2 separate regions of the Gossypium arboreum genome follow, and region 1 is linked to region 2. A link is a contact called in public Hi-C data. All regions are on one chromosome and are shown on one strand. The core of a region is the stretch at or near the end of the contact, and the rest is flanking DNA. Distances in the headings are between cores, read along the strand shown.

Region 1 (6,845 bases), core at 60-2,559, 340 kb before region 2:
TGGCGAAGGTAAAAGTTTTCTTTTTATTTTATTATATATTTTCGAAATAAAAAGATAAAAAAGAAGAAGAGAGAATCACCTTTCTTTTGTGTTTTTTCCGATTTCTATTTCAAAAAAAAAAATCCTCCTCTACAATTTGGTTTTTTAGGCTTTTTATAGCCGATTGATTACAATATATTCTCTTTTTTTTACTGTTTCTTCTACTGTTATTGCTACTATTTGTCCCTGACCTTTTTCTCTCCTTTTTTGTAGGTGGCCATAGAGTTAACAACGAGGAAAGACCCCTGTCTTTCCCGTTTTGGTGCAATGGTGGCAGGGGTGAGTCAAGCCTTGAGACGAGGAGCCCTGGGCGACGTGCATGCAAAAGGGGAGAGGTGCTATGCCAGAAGCTAGGGTTTTTCTTGAAAATAGTTTGGGCTATTGGGCCATTAGGCCATTAGGGTTTTTATTTTGGGCTGTTTGTAATTGTAAATTTAGGCTGATTTTTTTTGTAAATGAATTGTTATAATAGATTCTGATATCTTTTATTTTTATTTTTTGTTTGGATTTTGTTTAGGCCTAGGCTAAATTGACCTATTACATTAGCTTATCACATATAAATTAACATTCCTACCTCCACCACCTTTTTTCCTAAATGAACACTTGTACTAATAATTACTAATGACTCAATTTCATCATTGAACTAAAAGCCTATGAAAAGGCAAAAGTTAGCATAATCTTGGTGGATTAAAATTAAAAACTTTATGATTACTAATTTTTTTATTTTATTTTTTCTTGAAAGTATTTAATTTTAGTGCAACTTATTATTATGTTTTTCTGGATGAACTACGTGCACCTTATTAATTGAGCAATACATATATTTTATTTCTACCTTTTGGTTTTAGAATGTACAATTAATTAATTGTATCAAGAGTTGAATAAAAAGTATAAATTAAAAACTCAACAAGAAACAATAAACATTTAAAATTTTAGAATCTCAATCTTTATTAACAATATTGAAACCTCTTTGAATGTCCTAGTATCCATGTTTCTATGTCCAAAATGACAGTAAATTAGGGTTTACTCACTCAATCTATAGTACTTGGATTTTAAGGGCAATAATGGAGGTATTTTCAAAGAGTAAGAAGAGGAAGAGGGGGGGAGTTGCCATCCACGTGCTGCCATGTTAGTTTTGAATAAATGAATGTAATGTAGACTTTGTGTGAAGGAATATCGCACGTGTGGGAAGGTAAAGAAGCATCGAAGGAAAGCTCGCCACGTCGAATTTGACCCGACTCCTTTGGGTTTTTTAAGTATTCTTAGAAATGATAGCAAAGAAAACTCAAGTCACATGATACCTGACAACTCTACTTCCTTTGTCACGTGCTTCATGAACCCCCGCTCATCCTATATTCCTATTAAGTATATTTGATATCAAGTGTTTATGCCTTAGTATATTTGATATCAAGTGTTTATGCCTTACTATAGATAAAAGAAAAAAGTATTTATATAAAATAAATGATATGAGGTTGAATTTTTAGAGATTAAGGTGTTATAAGTAAATGTGAGTTTTTCTTCTAAATTTAATTATGGATTTAAATTGATTTTATAGATATGAAAATAAAAATATCCTTATAGTAGTATTTTATAGATATAAAAAAAATCTTATCCATTTTACCTATGTATTATGGTTACCATTTAATCTTAAGTTTAGTCATTAATATTATTAAGGAAAATGACTGAATGAGTCGCCCACATCTAATTCGGTCTATACTCTTTGTTGTTTGTTAAATTTTAATGCCACACATTAATAAAATAGTAGGTGAGTTACGACTACAGTGTTAATAGCAGTAAAGTATATAATAAACCATACACAAATTTGCATGGATATTATTACATTAGTCTAAAAGTTAATTATTATTATTTTTGAGTTAAATTTATAAAATAAATTTTAAAAATTAAAATATATTTTAAAATTTTGTACCTTTATATATTTAAAATTTAATATGTTTATTTTTATTTTTAAAATTTTAGTCCTTTTATTTTTAAATTTAAAATTCAGATTCAAATTGTTAATACCATTAAATTATTTTATTAAATTTGTTGGTATAACTTTTGCAATTTTAAAATACTCACTTAATAGCCATTTAACAAAAATATTAACATTGCAATGGACTTGAATTTAACAAATAATTTTAATAGTATTAATAACTCTTAAAATTTACATCAACATTTTAATCAAAACAAAGTATTTGAGCTAATCAATGACATTGTAAAATTGAGGTATCAATTTGTGTCAAAAAGTTGAAGTATAAAAATTGAGTCTTATATTTGAGTGTAGCAGAGGGATCAAAATTAAAATTTGACCATTTTATATAATCTAAAATTTTAGTGTAGCATAAAGACTAAAATTAAAATTTACCATTTTTTCTATAAAATGCAAAAAAAAAAAAACTACTCCACATGTCAACATGACCTTCGTTTTATATATATAACTAATATGGTCCACTCAGGTTGCGTTAGGTTGATTATTTATTCATGTTAAATTATAGAGTAAAAATTTAAAGATTAAACATATTTTAAGCAAAGTTTTTAAAACCAAAATGGTAGTCAAACTAGTCAGATCATTGGTTCGTACTATTCAATTAAATAAATCATTAAAAACATAAAAATAAAAATATTTTAAAAAATAAAAAATTGATTCAATCGGTTTTTTAGCTTAGTTCTCCATGCTCGTACTAGTTAGTAGGTCAATCGATCTGATACATCTCTTCAAATTAGTACCCTAGCTTGTTTGATCGGTTCGAGCAACTATAACTCTAAGTCTCTATATTTTTGTATATTTAGAATTTAGTCCTTCAATTTTATTTTTAAGAATTTAATATCTCAACTTTGTCAAATTAAAAATCTGCTTTGAAATTATATATAATCACATAATATTTTAATTGAAAAGTTAACTATATAAACTATTTGACCTAACTAATAAAATTCTAAAAATATAGAAATCAAATTATGTTAAAATTAAAATATATAAATTAAATATAGTGTATTAAAAGAACCAGTATTAGAAATTAACCATTTTTTCATAAATATTTAGGATATTATAAGGTTTAAAACCCCAGTTGATGTGGACATGTTACTTAGTTAACATGTGGACAACTTATTTTTGCCACGTGATAGCTCTATATTTTTCTTATTTTAATGAGAATAGTATAATTTCAAAATAATATATTTAAATTTTATTATATTCAACCATCGTAAAATTTTTTGAAATTAAAACATCTCCACGTACTAATTTTAGGCAAATATATCTTTAGAGAATAAGTATTAAATTGTTACTAATGTTATTTAATTGCAAAAGTATATAATTTATAGATAAATATTATCCTCAATTTATTAGATTTGTTGGAATTTTAATCTTTTACTCATATTATCACTCAAATTTATCCCTTAATTTATTAGATTTACAACAAAAATCAATTTACCCTAAAAATACAATAAAATCAATTTCATCATTATTTGTTACAAATTACAAATTACAAGTTTTATTTATTACTATTTTTTTAACAATTTTATTATAAGTTTTGATTATATATGCTTTTTTGTCACAATACTTAGAATTACCCATAGCCCATCACCAACCCATAATTAGGAGATAATGCACTTCAACGCACTTAAACACACATCCTCCTGCATTGGCAACAATATCCATGTCAATTATGCTAAGTCTCAATCGACTATTCATTACAGGTTATTATATTAATTTCTCCATTTAATTTAAATAATTAATTATTTAATTATATATCTATAACTGCTTATTAATCAAATATGTTTAAATGTTGATGATATAAAAAAAGAGTTCCAAAGAAATTTGAACGCTATATGATTTTGGTTTAAATTTCCCACTTCGTGCAATATGATTCATACATGCATTTTTACAAAATTTTAAGATCCTTCTCTATTACTATTTTCTGCACGTTTTAGGTTTTTTAATTTCCATGTTTGCAAATATTCATCTATTTTTCATATACACAATCAACGTTCTTTTCTTTCCCAGCTATAGAAGTTTCAAGTTCAAAAAAATCAGTATCTAAGCTCTCACCAAGACTGAATTTTGAAAAGATTTCACAATAGGTTAAAATTTATAATTTTTTTTCATATGGATGCAGTTTTACTACTGTTAATATTATTGTACCCTAAATCATTAATTAAATTTATAAATTTTATGTTAAAATATTTTTTTCAATTTTTATTAATTAAAAAGTCTTTAATTTGATTCTTCATCATAAATCAATCTTATGATTAAAACTATAAATCATTACTTTAACAATAAATTTTAAATTAAGATAAAAAATTGCCAACCGTTTTTTATTTAATTACTTCTTTTGTTACACTTCAAAAACATATTTAAGAATTTAATTCTCTCTCTTTATATCATCTTACCAACATATTACATTTACGTTAATTTGACATAAAATTCATATTTACAAAATTTTATCGTTAAATATTTTTCCATTTTATTTAATAACATTAATCCTAATACAATTTAAGCCCGTGACACTTCACACCTAACCCGATTACCGGAACAGGATGTGTGATATCACATTATGTTGTCGGAGCAACCCGGACTATTTCAATCCATTATATCAAATAATTTGGCGATCAATTGTAACTTTTTCCATAAAAATCCACTTTAATTTCTCTTAACTTTACAATTTTTTTTTAAATTAGTATCCCATAAAACTTTTCCACCTTTTCAATTTAAATCCATATAATACCTCAACTTATCAATTAATACTTCATTAATTCATCATATAACAATTACTCACTTAATGTCTCATCAATTCCATGTAAACTTCTCTTACATATTAGCAATTCCAACTTTTATATCAACTTCTTAGTATTACAACTCTTTTATTATGTTTCTCCTCTTTCTCTCCATTCCACTTCTTATATGTGCATGCATATATATAAGAATCTTAGGCTTTTAGTATAGCATCCCTATATGTAACATTAATTATCATTTCACTAATTACAAATATACTCTTAACAAGGTTGTCTACTTGAGTAGTAATCACTAAATTATTTATATCTTGGCCTACAAAATTCGAAATTAAGATTCTCTTGTTGTTTTTGAAACTAGGCTTAATGAACTTTTTACTTTAAAAATTTCAAAATTTACACATAAGCCAATTAATACAATATTTTCCTCAAATCTTCCCCTATTACTGCTAGATAACAACATTAGCTTAACTTTGAAAATTCACCAATAATTTCAAAAGATGATTTAAATTATAAACCAAGTATGAAATTAAAACTTAATTAGCCTAGTTTTGAATGGAAGAAACGGTTTTAGCAACGAGATTTTAGATTATGAGATAAATAAATTTAAGTGGGACAAGGTTAAAATGATTTTGGGTTCTCCTGTTTTAACTTTAAAAAATAATTAAAAACTATTTGTAACATCCCGAATTAGGGCCTAGTCGAAATAGTGGTTTCAAGACCACAAATCTGAGATAGAAAAATTATTTTATAATTTTTAGGAGGTCTATAATATGAATGCATGATTATGTGAAAGTTTTGTGAAGAAATTCTATGCATGAAATGTCTAATTGAACTTTAGGGACCAAATTGAATAAGATGAAAAACATGCATTCTAGAAGATTTAAGCATGAAATTGCTTTAGATTATGAATTAGAGGGTACTAAATAGCAATTTGACCAATTTTTATAATTTTGGACAAAAATGGACATGCATAGGAAAATTTTGAAAGAAAGGCCTTAAGGGCATTTTGGTCATTTGGTAATTAAAAGAATAAAAAGGGAAAATCAAAGAAAAAATGTGTCTTCTCCATGTGCTTGCCGAATTTCTTAATAGCCATAGCTATGGTTTTGTTCAACATTTCCAAGCTTGATTGTAAGTGCTCCCTAGCCCCGTTTTTAATGTTCTTTGTATTTTTGAAGTCTTTGAAGCATGATCTACCCATTTCTAGCTATATTTTGGGCTAGGGTTCATGTATGAAATTTGACCCATGTGTAACATGCATGTATTTTTTTGATTTAATGGAGGAATATGAATGTTTGATACATGATAAACATCTTTTACTAGGTGATTTTTAGTGAAAACACCTAAAAAGGGGACTTGTTTGTAAAAGTGAGTAGAAATAATGTGAAATAAAGGAAAATATGGGCTAATATGAGCATAGTAAATTTCGGCTAGGCTTGGGTAATCAAGAAAATACATGCATTTCATTCTACGAGCCTAGGGACTAAATCGTAAATAAGTGGAAAGATAGGGATAAAAAGGTAATTTCATCAAAGCATGAATTACGAATCGATTTGAGTAATGTGATTAATAAACAAGTTAAATTTGGCATTATAGATCAAGAAAAACGTGAACCGGGTCTTGACGAGGGAAGAATAAAGTATACGACGATTAGGCTCAATTATCATCATTTTTGTACTGAGGCAAGTGCATATGCAAATAATGTGGTGTTGTAGCACGTTTTTAATGTTTTGATATTATGTGATAAATGTTTTCTTGTTATTAAGAGTTATATGCTTATTGGATGACATGAAAGCATAAATGATATTATGGCCGTTACACACGACATCACGAGCAAGTACGACAAAGTATGCCTTGTGCGAGTGAGAAAAATCCCGTTTGAACCTTAGGAATAGTCTAGAATACAAGTGACATGTCACTAGAAATTAAGAAGTCCGAACTCATTGAGTGGTCCGAGTTCGTGATATATATAGTATCCGAGCTCGTTGAGTGGTCTGAATTCATTATAGATGTGAGCATCCGAGCTTGTTGAGTGATCCAAGTTCATAATGGATGCCATATATGTGATTAAGTTTTGAGCA
Region 2 (6,851 bases), core at 333-2,832:
AATTTGATAAAGGAGATAACAACACAGAATTTTCATATGAAGATGGAGTAAAAAGATTAGAATAAAAAGGAATAATTGACCGAGCAAAAGTTCCCATGGGTATGATGAATGAAAATTTGAAACAAAATGATGTTCCCAACAGTTTAGGATCGTCAGCTGCCAAATGGCAAGCCGACCGGGCGCAATGAAAAACATATATTGGACTGTCCGTGGGTTGGGGAGTCCAGGGTCGGTACGGAGGCTGCGGCATTTGTTAAAGCAACATAATCCCCATATGGTCTTCTTAATGGAGACTAAAATTGTTTAAAAAAAAAAACTTATGGAACAAGTTAGAAGGAGCTGTGGATTTATGAATGGGATTGACATTGAAACTGAAGGTTCTCGTGGTGGACAGTGTTTAGCTTGGAAAGGAGATATCACGGTTAATTTGAGAAGTTTTTCTAAGAACCACATTGATGTAATCATAAAAGAGGATTCTACTAAAGAAGATTGGCAGTTTACGGGGTTTTATGGTTCACCTTATTCGAACCATAAGAATTTTTTGTGGAATCTACTAAGAAAATTGGGCCAAGAAAACAACCATCCTTGGTTAGTAAGTGGTGATTTTAACGAGATTATGTACTCCTTTGAAAAAATTGGAGTAATTCATATAGAGCAGAGGAGAATGAAAGCCTTTCAAGAGGTTTTAGAGGAATGCTAGCTTATGGATATAGGTTACTCGAGGGTTTGGTTCACATGGGAAAAGGGGAACTTGCCAAAAATAAAAATAAAAGAGAGACTTGATAGGGTAGTTACAAATGAAAAAATGGATGAATCTGTTTCAAATGGTAAGTCTTCAACATCTACCCTATTCAATGTCGGGTCAGTGCCCTCTCGTTTTAAATACAAACAATGGAATCATGTTTACAGGGAGTCTAAAATTTAAATTTGAGAAGTGGTGGACCATGGAAGAGTCTTTCGAACAAGAGGTAAAGTTATCATGGGAATCCTCAACACGGACGTTAATAGAGAAACTTCAAAAATTATTGTTTTGTTTGAAGAGATGGGCAAGCACAATTAAAAGAGGTAGAGAGGGACTAAAAAGAAAGTTAAAAAAGGAACTCTCAGTTTTGTTAGAGAAAGAAAGGTATGATGAAACAATGGCTAAAATTATTGATACTACAATTCATCTTAATATGGAGATTAATAAAGATGAAATATACTGGGAACAAAGGGCAAGAGCAAATTAGATTCTGCTTGGGGATAAAAATTCAGCCTTTTTTCACTAATGCGCCTAAATTTGTAGACTATCTACCACAATTTATAGGCTGTAATTGTATGAAGGGAAATTACTAATGATTCAGAGATTAAAGAGGTTATTACTTCATTCTTTCAGGAGCTTCTTATGAAAAATGGAGTTGAAGACCCATCAAATCTTCTTATGGGCATTGAAGGAAATTTTTTTATTGAGTTAAATTCAGCTTTATTATCTCCTTTTACGGCAGAAAAAGTGCAAACAACTTTAAGAGGAATGGGGCCTACAAAAGTACCAAGACCTTTTTACTTTCCAGTATTATTCTTTCAAGGGTGTTGCCGCATAATAGGTAAAGATGTTTAGAACTTCTGCTTAGGTATCCTGAATAGGGACCAAAATTTCAACTCTCTTAATATGACTGATAAAATTCTTATTCCAAAAGTCCAAAATCCTACAAAATTAGTTAGCTTTAGACATATTTGTTTTTGTACTGTCATATATAAAATTGTGGCAAAAATATTAGCAAATTGTTTACTAGAAGTTATTGGTAGCTACATTGGTAAAGCATAAAGCGCTTTTGTACAGGGAGACTTATATATGATAATGTGCTTTTAGCATAAGAAATTCTACACAGATTTCGACAAAAGGGAACAGGAGAAAAGAATATATGGCAGTGAAACTAGATATGAGTAAAGCTTATGATAGAGTTGAATAGGACTTTATAAAGATAGTACTGTTACAAATAGGCTTCTCAAGGGAGTGGGTGGTATTAATTATGAAATACATTACCACAATCTCTTATGTAGTAAATATCAATGGAAAGAAGGGAGGAACTTTTCAACCTATAAAGGGGCTTAGCCGAGGTAATCCCCTTAGTCCATTTCTTTTTCTAATACGTAGTGCAGAACTTTCATCATTGATGAGATAAAAAATGGTAGAGGGTTTGCTAAAAGGTGAAAAAGCAAGCAAAAGAGGGCCGGAGTTATCTCACCTACTTTTTGCGGATGATTGTATTTTGTTTGGTGAAGTAACAATTAGGGGTGCGACAATTTTGAAAGGGATACTAAAGGAATATGAAAGCTGCTCAGGGCAATGTGTAAACTTTAATAAATCAACGATCTTCTACAACTCAAATACAAAAGAAGAAAAAAAAAGAAGTCTCAACAATGCTAGGAATAAGAAGCTTAACAAATCTTGAAAAATATTTGGCTCTCCCTAATGTTCTAGGCAGACGGTAAATCGAATCTTTTCAAAATTTAAAAAAAAAAAGGTCTCTGGGAATTAAATGCTGCGTCACTAAGTTTCTATCGTAAGGGAGAAAGGAGATCTTCTTTAAATCAGTACTACAGGCAATACCTACGTATGCTATGTCTTGCTTTCTTCTACCAAATTTATTATATGGAGAGATCGAAAATATTTGTGCTAGATTTTCGTGGCAAAAGGGCCACGGGAAAAGAGGAATACAATGGTGCTAGTGGAAACATTTGTGTCGTCCTAAAGAGGAAGGCAAAATGGGGTTCGAGAGTATGACTATTTAATATCGCATTACTAAGAAAACAAGGATAGAGGTTCTTAAATTACCCAAATTCTTTAGTTGCGCAAGTATTTAAAGCAAAATATTTTCCAGAAGATTTTTTTTAAACTCGTGATTGGGAAATAATAGCACTTTTGTATGGAGGAGTATATGGGCGAGTAAGGGTATTTTGGAAGGAGGATTTTGCTGGAAGGTAGGTTTGGGTACGATCATTTCCGTTATTAATGACAATTGGATTCCAGATTCAAGAAACTTTAGACTATCGTCAAGTAATTTTAATTTGTCAGATTTTAAAGTTGCTGAGTTAATTGATTCTAATGAAAGGAAATGGAAGAGAAAGCTGATTGTCAATACCTTCCCAGAAGTAGAAGTAGAAAAGATCCTTAGCATCCCGTTGGTGAAAGAACCTCATGTTGATATCCTGACGTGGAGCGGGGAACCTTCGGGAGAATACTCTGTTCGAAGTGCCTACAAACTATTACAAATTTTTTATCCTAGAGCTTATGCTTTACAAACCGACTACAGGGATTTTTACAAAAAAACTTTGGCTCTTAGATCTACCTACCAAAATTAAAGTTACAATTTGGAAAATCTCATGGAACTATCTGCCTACAAGGGCTAACATGGTATACAGAAAACTAGTAAACAATTTTGCATGCCCCCGTTGTAGTGAAGGAGCAGAATCAATAGACCACCTCTTCCGCAAATGTCTTATTTCAGTGTCATTTTGGAGAGCATTATCGACCTCAAACTTTAAACAGGAATCTAATATAACATTTGAACAGTGGCTTACTAGGGTTTTCGTTCAACATCCTTTCAGTCATTGCAAAAATTTTGCTGTGCGCTATGGGCCATCTAGGGAGACAGAAATGCTTGTATTCATAAAAAGACAAACAGATTTGGTCAGGAGATAGCAAAATTTGTCCACAACTATATAACAAAGCTACACGGTGTTGGAAAAATAACATCCAAAGGTTTAAAGGAGGAAATAAAATGGAAACACCCACCTGGCCAAACAATAAAAATTAAATTTGATGGAGCCTATGATGAGCGGAATCATCAGTCGGCATCCAAAATAGTCGTCAAAAACAGTGAAGGGCTCGTCCTCCTATCATGCTCAAAGATTCTTCAAAGAGTGTCATCCGCCTTTGCTGTTGAAGCCTTTGCTTGCTGTAAAGCAACCCAGTTAGGAATTGACATGCAATGGCCATAAATCATCATTGAGGGCGATTCTTTATCGATAATAAAGAAATGCAAGGCTAAAGGGTATGATAAATCATAGATAGGGGCTTATATACATGATATTCATCAGTTAAAGATCAGATCCAGAAGTCTATGGTTCGAATATACCCCAAGAACAACAAATGTTTTAGCCCATATTTTTGCAACAGAAACTTTGAAGAAGAAGGAAGAGATGTACCTAGTTGAGAGTGTCCCCAAATATGTTGAAAACCAAATGGAAAATGATAGCATGAGAGAACCGGATTGAAGAAGAAAGGAGATGGAGAGAAAGTGAGGAAGTTTCAAAATGAACAGATCAAAAGTCACGGGGATTAAAGCTTCCTTTGAAAACAGTAGCGCCATTAAAACTGAAATGACAGAATGATGGAAAGACAGAAGTCAGAATTTTTCTGATTGGGTATTAGGACGATAGTAATAATTACACTCTAGAATTTTCTGTTTATTTTTCTTAGTTTCTAAGATATTTTTTTCTTTAACGGGCCATTTTGAGTTTTGGGCCTTCAGTAATGTTTTGATAAATTTTGAAATTTTTTATATTTTTAATTATTATATATAAGCCCAATCCGATTATTAATTTAAAAAAAGAATAATTATAATTGCATAGTCAATATGAAATAAGACTTATTTAGGTTATATAATTTGGGATAATTCTTTTGGAAATTTTATATATTTTAAAGGTTTACACAAATCTCACATACTTTAAATATACCTATCAAAATTATGTTTATATAATGCTGTTTTACTTTAAGCTTGCAAGAGCTAAAATTAGAGGATGGGCACATGCACATGAGGCCTAAGCCCGAAAGCTCAGGTCAGTTCGAATGGGTTCATTCTCCCTCTTACGCATGATACTAGACTCGGTTCGGTTATGCTTTTTTATAATTTTTATTTATTTTATTTCTTATAATTTTAGTCAAATTAGGTTATTTTATTTCTTAGATTTCCTTGACGTTAGAATTAAATAAGATTTTATTAACATTAGAATCAAATATTTACCAACATATCAAATATGTTTATCGAATAACACCGAGCCTATTAAGGAGTCTTCTTCTAATGTCACCAATGAAGATGTAGATATGTGTGAACAAGAGACTTCTAGTGCAACTGTTTGTAAAGACAGTCTGTGTGACCCTATGCATATTGTTGAGACTTCTTCTAGTACTTATATTTGTGAAGAAGAAGGTTGTGATGGTCAAATTAACCAAAAAGTTATTGATGGTGAGAAAACTTCACATGTGACTATGACTTTGGATGAGCTTGACACTTTGAATCCTATTGATGATTTGGATTCTAGTACATGTTATATTCAAGATCAAGTTACTATATTATTCAATGACACACAATTCGAGGATAAATCTTTTTTAGAAAGAAGGAATGATACGAGTATGGGGTCCAAATTCCAACCCAAGAACATGTTAGTGTTAACCTTTTAAAAGGTTCATTGACAAGCCCAAAATATCAAAAAAAATAGAACACCAAATTTGGATGTGATACATGCATGGATGGGGTAAATTTTATTAACTTAAATTCATTAAAGAAGTTGTTTTTCAAGCTTAAAAGATTGATTGATTAGCGATGAGTTTTAGGTTTGGATCCAAGAATTTTTGGGTTGATATGTCTTCATATTGATCAAAGAGCTATCTGTTATCTTCAAAATTCACTTTGAATCACTAGATTTTAAGTGCGAGAGCTCAAGTTATTATCATTTTATTAAAGGCTATGCAAGCAAAATTTCAAACTTTAATTCGATTTTAAATCATATTGTGTTTGATTTCAAGGATTAATTTTGATTATATATGATCCCAATATTATGTTTTATATTTTATTTATTTATTCCAACTTTGAGGATATTTTAAAGTATTTAAGTTGTTTAAAAGTTTTATGTTTCTCGGTCAACAAGAAAGTTTAGTTCAACTAGAGATACTTCTTATTCAGAATAATTAGAGTTTCATTACACTTAGAATTTTTATTTTTATTTAATTAGCTTTCTTATATAAAGGCATCTTCATTATTCATTAGGTACGACATTTTTTTTTATTTGATTAATAATGTACCTTTTGGAGTAATCTATCTTTGCAAGATATCTTTTTTGTGATTTTATAAAAGTTGTTTTCTTCTTGGTTTCTTCAAGAACTGTAGGAATACACTCTTAACACTTCATTTATTAAGGTTCATCCTTAAGGGGTTGGTTACAATCATTTGTGAAGCTTGTTGAAATTTCTTCTTCAAAAGGTTCCATAACGCATCGCCTTTGTTGTCACCTTCCATCAAATCTTTTTACATCTCTCCATATTCTTTTATCTATACTGTGCTTAGCCGAATCTTTTTTCTAACGCTTTTTCTTGTGAAATAATTTCAGTTTTAAAGATCCTAAGTGATACATGCATTGATGTGGTGAAATTTATTATATTCCATTCACCGAAGCTGCCAATTTTCAAGTTTTGGAAGTCAGTCGACTTGCAGTGACCTTTTATATGAGATCCAGGCATTTCTAGGTTTAAATGTCTTCATGGAGTCTGAATACCTATCTCTTAGCTTTAAAACGAACTTTAAATAACTCAATTTTGAGTTCGGGAACTCAAGTTATGACCATTTTAGTAAAGACTGGGCGTGTAGAATTTCTGGATGGGATTATAACGGGAATTACAAGTTTCAGGCTTTTAATTCGTGTTTAAATCTTATTGGGTTCGAGTTTTAGGCTTAATTTTTTTTATATATGATCCCAATATTGTATTTATCGGCTCTTATTATTTTATTATTTTATTACGGCTTTTTATAATTATTAAGTATTAAGTTATTTAGGAGTTTTATGTTAATAAGAAAGTTTTGTTTAAAACTACT

The links. A called contact is a pair of places that touch in the nucleus more often than the background predicts.
Region 1: a contact with region 2 is called in a Hi-C map of leaf, with 2.6 times the contacts expected there. The contact joins two enhancer-like sites. A contact is called at or near these places in 2 of 5 Hi-C or Micro-C datasets (both in leaf).

The regions. Positions count from the first base shown.
Region 1 is chr2:27,091,650-27,098,494 of ASM2569848v2, reverse strand. No RefSeq gene overlaps it. Among protein-coding and RNA genes, the nearest start is that of LOC128284273, 41 kb to the right of the region's middle. Within about 2 kb of position 1,309, at least 1 of the 2 cell types and tissues checked has an H3K27ac peak or open chromatin away from gene starts, as enhancers often do. A contact at or near this core is called in leaf, where this site is marked.
Region 2 is chr2:26,754,037-26,760,887 of ASM2569848v2, reverse strand. It overlaps LOC108467243 (a long non-coding RNA gene), which reads right to left and starts at 4,445. Exons shown (of 4, transcript XR_008277510.1): 1 at 4,189-4,445; 2 at 3,776-3,938; 3 at 3,123-3,640. Within about 2 kb of position 1,582, at least 1 of the 2 cell types and tissues checked has an H3K27ac peak or open chromatin away from gene starts, as enhancers often do. A contact at or near this core is called in leaf, where this site is marked.